Regions from separate parts of the Sus scrofa genome. Here region 2 is linked to region 1. The links are chromatin contacts, called in public HiChIP or PLAC-seq maps. All regions are on one chromosome and are shown on one strand. Each heading gives the region's core, a stretch centred on a gene start, on an enhancer-like site or on the middle of the called end of the contact. The rest is flanking DNA. Distances are from core to core; before and after follow the strand shown. Region 1 holds the start of ZMAT5 (zinc finger matrin-type protein 5). Region 2 holds the start of OSM (oncostatin-M).

The links. HiChIP or PLAC-seq counts read pairs in DNA pulled down with a chosen protein or histone mark.
Region 2: an H3K27ac HiChIP or PLAC-seq map of alveolar macrophages shows a contact between it and region 1. The contact joins the promoter of OSM here to the promoter of ZMAT5 in region 1. A contact is called at or near these places in 1 of 5 promoter capture datasets (fetal liver) and 1 of 2 datasets of contacts at active chromatin or transcription factors (alveolar macrophages).

What each region holds. Positions count from the first base shown.
Region 1 is chr14:46,781,611-46,784,369 of Sscrofa11.1, reverse strand. It overlaps ZMAT5 (zinc finger matrin-type protein 5), which reads left to right and starts at 1,315. Exons shown (of 6, transcript XM_001929010.5): 1 at 1,315-1,451. UQCR10 (ubiquinol-cytochrome c reductase complex 7.2 kDa protein) reads right to left here and starts at 1,030. Exons shown (of 2, transcript NM_001129978.2): 1 at 856-1,030. The coding sequence starts at 1,005.
Region 2 is chr14:47,245,342-47,248,265 of Sscrofa11.1, reverse strand. OSM (oncostatin-M) reads left to right here and starts at 1,430. Exons shown (of 3, transcript XM_001929161.4): 1 at 1,430-1,577. The coding sequence starts at 1,544. It overlaps LOC110256683 (a long non-coding RNA gene), which reads right to left and starts at 2,691. Exons shown (of 4, transcript XR_002338554.1): 1 at 2,297-2,691; 2 at 1,429-1,674; 3 at 1,235-1,357; 4 at 1-893.

The DNA of each region.
Region 1 (2,759 bases), core at 66-2,565:
TCCATCATGGCTCAGTGGTTAATGAATCTGACTAGAATCCATGAGGACGAAGCTTCAATCCCTGGCCTCCCTCAATGGGTTAAGGATCTGGCATTGCAGTGAACTGTGATGTAGGCCAGCAGCTACAGCTCCAATTGGACCCCTAGCTTCGGGTGCAGCCCTAAAAAAGCAAAAAACAAAAAAACAAAAACAAAACAAAAAACAAACCTCCCTGAGACAGTTACTATTATTATCATCTCTATTTCATAGATAAAAGTGAGAGCTTGCCCAACCTAATGCCACAGTTAAGTGATAAGGCCCAGTATTCCCACCCAAGATTCTCTGATTTCATACCCACCCCACCCTACTCAATGATTAAGAGTTATTAACCATTATTAATACCACCGCTGCCATCATGGAAAGACTTTGGAACCAAAAAATGCTACCTAAATGGCCACCCATAGTGTCTAAGGAGATGTCCTTTTCAGGACAGGTGCCTAATCAAATTTGCCCTTGTGACCCCCAGATGAGACAGAGGGGCCGGGGTCCAACCTTGACTCGCCACTGATTTCCTAGTGGTGTGACCCTAGCAAGTCTTTTGCTCTCACCTGGTTTTAGTTTAGGCTTCTGCAAATGGAGAAACGGGTTTGTGGCGTGGCAGGCAGCAATACTTAGAACCCCCGCATAGTGGGACCTATTGACCTCGTTTAACTTTTTAGGATTCACACCGGGGGTAACGCACAGACGGCAGTCTACAGACACAAGACGCCCAGGGTTTACCCCCTCCTTGTAAAGGTCGACTGAGTCCCGTCCCACCTCCACTCCCACTGTCACCCCTCGAAGGAACCCAAGGTCAGGGATGGCCCAGGCCCTCACCCCCTGGTTGATGTGTTCGTAGATCGCGTCCGCGCCTTGATCGAAGGCGCGCTCGAAGAATAGAGCGCCCACGGCGATCGTGAGGGCGAAGGTAGAGGTCCTGCGAAACAACAGGGAGTACAACCTCGCAGTCAACGTCGGGGCAGCCATGTTTGTCCGCTGCAGAACTAGCACCACCGCGCCTGCGCTTCGACCGACCTTTCCACAAAGGTCCTCAACGTGTAACGCTTTATGGGATTTGTAGTTCTTTTGAACTTGAGTGCTCGTCGTTTTGCACCATTGAAGTAACTGATGGCTTGTGAGCTATTAAAATCTCCTAAAATTCATACCACGACAGCCCAAGTCGTTTTGGTAAAATGTATTACCCAGTTTTTCTCCTCAATCATTTCTTGCTGATTGAATTTTTTTTAAAACTACAACGCCCAGAAGCCCTCGCGCTTCCTTCACCTCCTCCTACGCTGTCTTTGCTTTGATTCTCAAAGGTTTCTGGGAAGGGCGGGCTGATACTCCAGGAAGGACTACGAATCCCAGCAAGCAGTTCGCTGAACCAAGGCGCAGGAGGAGGAGTTGAGAGCCGTCGGGCGCCGCGGAGCCAGGTACTTTTTTTGGCGGGACGTCGAGTGGCGAGTTCTAGTCTTCCTCCCAATACGGAAGAACTTGAGCTCTTACGTTTAAGTCCGCGAGCCCCGCGGCGGGTCGCAGTGGATATAGGGGCAAGGCCTGAAATCCCAGTCCCAAGCTTGTCCCTCCTCCTATCTCCTCCGGCAGCCCCAAGTCCAGGGCTATAGTTGAAGCCTGTGGCAACAGTCAGCCTTTGCCGGGCCTCTGGGGAAGAGGCCATTCTGCCCATGCTTCCGTTTCCCCTCATCCCTGGGTTTCGCTGCAGACACCCCTGGCCTGGAAGGCGGGAGACCTAGATCCATTCATTCTCTCTTGGGAATGGAAATAGCAGGACTTTGGAGCACTAAGGACGTCCAGCAATTGTTTTCTGAGCGCTGGGCCATGAGCTGGAGACCCAGCGGGGAATACGTCCCAGCTTTTGGGGAGCACCCATTTTACAGTGTGTGGGAGGTGCGATAATGACAGGTAACGCTTTGAAGAGCAGAAAAAAGGTTGATTGGGGAGGGGGTGGTTGTGGTAATATTTTAGCTAAGGTTCCCCAAGGTGACACTTAACCCTAAACCCAAATGGATATAGCTATTCGAACAGGAAAACGTCGTGCAAGGCCTTGAGGCTGCTGCGGTCCTGAGGTGTTTGAAGGAAACAATTTGAGTGGACTATGAAATAGGCTCGGGTCAGGTCATATCTGGTCTTCTAACCCGTGGTGAAGGGTCGTTTTTTTTTCTAAATTGCACGCGGAAGCCACTGAAGGGTTTTAAGCTGGGATGTGAGGCAACCTAATTTACGTAACAGTAGCAGCGGTCATCATTTCTGGCTGCTCTCTGGAGAACTGACTGAAAAGGAGGAGCTACTGTGAGGGGTCAGTGGAGGCAGGGTGGTAATTTAGATTAGGGTGTGAGTTAGAGTAATGATGGGTTTGGGATGTATTTGGGAGGTGGGACAAACAGAACAAGCTGACAGATGCATATAAAGTATAAAGGAAAGAGGAATTGAAGATGACATCTAAGTTTTGTTTGTTTTTCTTTCTTTTTTGGCCATATTTGCAGCATATGGAAATTCCCGGATTAGGTGTTGAATCAGAGCTTCAGCTGTGGTCCATACCATAGCCACTGCAACACCGAATCTGAATCCGAGCTGCATCTGTGACCTATGCCTCAGCCCACTAAGCTAGGCCAGGGCTCGAACCATAATCCTCACGATGCTATATTGGGTTCTTAACCCCATGCAGCACAATGTGAACTCTGACATCTAAGTTTTGACTTAAGCAACTTAAAATCAGCCAG
Region 2 (2,924 bases), core at 181-2,680, 460 kb before region 1:
AGCCAAGAGCAGGGGCCCAATACAAGTTTGTTGATGGCATAAATGACTGCGTGGGTGTGTCTGCAGGGGGAGAGCTGGTGGGAACAGCCTTCATGGTGATGACTGGTGCTGGGGTGGGGATGGTGGGAGGGTGCCTGTCTCTTCTTCCAGCCACTTTGGCTTTCCTAGTGCAGGCCTCACCGGTCGCCCCCAGGGACCCCAGCCTGGCTCCTCAGCCTTTGATACCCTGTTCCCCACAGAACTCCTTGGGCACAGGCTAAGACCCTCGTCTAGGTCCGGTGGACGTGCTGAAGCTGCAGGCACGGTGTGCCAGCCCTCTGCCCCGTCATCTGCCCTCTCTGGCCTCAGTGTATCCTCCAGTGAAGCAGCAGGCTGCCTCTGGAGGCGCTGTCTCCAGGGCCCCTTCATTCTGACGCCTGCAAGAAGCAGAGGACCAACCCAAGATCACTATCTTTCAGAGAAAGTGAAACCTGGTCCCCAACCGTCACCGCGGCGACTCCCCTTCTCTGGCTTCCCCTCTGAGCTCACAGCTTCCCCATCTCCTCCGCCCCCCACCCCGCCTCCCGACAGCTCGTACTTGGAATCAGACTTTCATCTTTCCTTTTGCCTTCAAAGGGCTCTTGCCTTTTATGTCCATGATGGCAGCAGCCCTGTGAGGTGGCCAGGAAATGCTTTTCAAATCCTCATTTTACAGGTGGCGGGGATGGTGGGGGTCTCGAAGGCCCAGAGAAGTTAAGCGACTTGCCTTGGATCTCACAGCATGTCAGTGGGCTTGAACCTGATCTCCTGTTTCTCTTGCTCCAAGTGCCTGGTTCTCCCCAGAGGGTCCTGTCTGTGGAGAAGGGGCCTGTTGTGGGCGATGGTCTGGGGATGGCTGGTTGTGTGCAGGGTGCCTGTTGGGGGAGAGGAGGTGGCTGGGAGTCCTGCTGGGGGATGCAGGTCCTGGGGCCATAACCACAATCTCGGGGCTGCCAGCCTGGGTCTGGCTCTTTGCCCAGAGCCCGGTGGTTTCCGCTCACAGATGTCCCAACAGCCCTGGCGGGAGGGCGGGAAGGGCACTCAAGAAGGAAGATGTCTCGCTCCCCTCAGCCCCAAACCACAGTGGCCTGTGAGGCTGAAGGCTCCCGAGCCGGGACTTTGCATCAGGCCCTCCAGGGGCCTGCTGGTGGACTCTCCCCTCCATCCCGGGCACAGCCTCCTACAGTGGGCATGGACCCCCTTGCTCCCTGCTCACCCCATAAAAGGCTGAGGCTGCGGTTTGCATCATCCTTGGGCGTGGGGCTGACCTCGAAGAACGAATTCGAAGAAAACAGGAGGAGGAGCAGGCATGCCACCGCGCCCAGCGCCCATTGGCCGCCTGTGGAAACTTTGGTTTTTGGGGTCATGTTCCCAGAAGGCCTGCCCTCCCCCCTCCCCCTCCCCACCCACCTCACGAGGTGTTGGCCAATCACCCCGGCGGGCATAAAGTGGCTGCCAGCCCGCAGGGCTCCCAGCCGGGAGGTGTCACCCCCAGCAGGCACAGGCCGGAGCTCGGTCACCCAGCATGCGGGCACAGTGTATTCGGAGGACACTGCTCAGTGAGTACTTCCTTCCTTCCCGCCGGGACCTGCTTGCTGTGCTCATGGGCGCCAGTGGGGAGCAGGGCCAGCTGCTGTCCTCTGGGAACTGGGGAGGCTGGACACGGGGCAGAAAGATGCTAAGAAAGGGAAAGAGCCAGAGGATCAGGCAAAGAGAGGGGTCCACTGAGAACACAGCATCTTCACAGGGTGGAGAAGGGTATCCCTGGAGGACTTCCAGGGGTAGGTGATATAGAGTCGACTCTGGGAGCAAGGGTTATGAGGGAAGGGGATCACAGCGGGAGAAGCTAGGGAAGCAGGAGGGAGGTGGGAGAAGTGCTGGGGCAGTGGAGGAAGCTGCAGAAGCTGAGCAGGACTGTGGTGTATTGTCTGGAAGGGCTGCGGGGCTTCCTTCTGGCCCCAATTCACAGGCTCTGGGATGGATGGTCACTATCGGCCAGGCCCCGGGGGCCCTGGAGCCCACACAATCACACAGCACATATAGCCACACCCACAGGGTGACAGACACACAGAGCCACGTGATGTCTTCCGGAGCCCTCAATCTCACCAATCTGGGAACCCCCGCATGCAGCCCCGGGGCCCCTGTGGTGGATGGGACAAAACGGCCCAGCTGTTCCCTCGAGCCTCACACAGACCCAGACACACACCCATGCAGACACCCTGCTCCCACGCGCACTCTGCTCACATCAGCCGCCCTGCCCGAGCCCAGCAGCAGATACCTGGGGGGGAGGGTGGCGAGGGGTGTCTTGTGGTCGCCGTGCCTGGGGACCTAGCCCCTCAGTCTCCTAGCAGCATCTTCCCCAAGGGGCCACAGTTCTTAGGAAGGGAAGTGGTGTCACTGCCTTCCGGGCCATTGCGCCACAGGCCCTTCCGACCACGTGGCTGCCAGGGCTCAGTGGGTGGGTCGGGGGAGGTGGGGGGAGCCGTAATTACCCGCCCCCCAGAATATTCTGGCTCACAGCATCCCTGGTGGGCCTGACAGAAGTGGCCACTTAGGGGGAGAGGAGAGAGGTGTGAGAGGTCAGCGGATGCGCTGGCCTTGGGTGACCTGAGCAAGCCCTTCTCCTTCAGTGCCTTTGTTTTTAGTAAAATGGGGGCCTGGACTAGAAGGCCTCACTCATCCTTTCCAGATGGAAGCTTCAGATGGAAAGGCAGCTTTTCCTGGTTCTGCGGGCATAGATCAGAGTGCCAGGCTGCTCCTGAGCCGCAAAGCCTGCCAGAGTCTAACTGCATGACTGGCTGGGATCTGTTACAGGTGGGCCCAGGGGCCTGTGGCCATGGCTGTCCCTTAACCCAGAGGTTTTACGAAGAGCAGCCCACCAGGGCCCCCGGTGTCAGCTTGAGGTT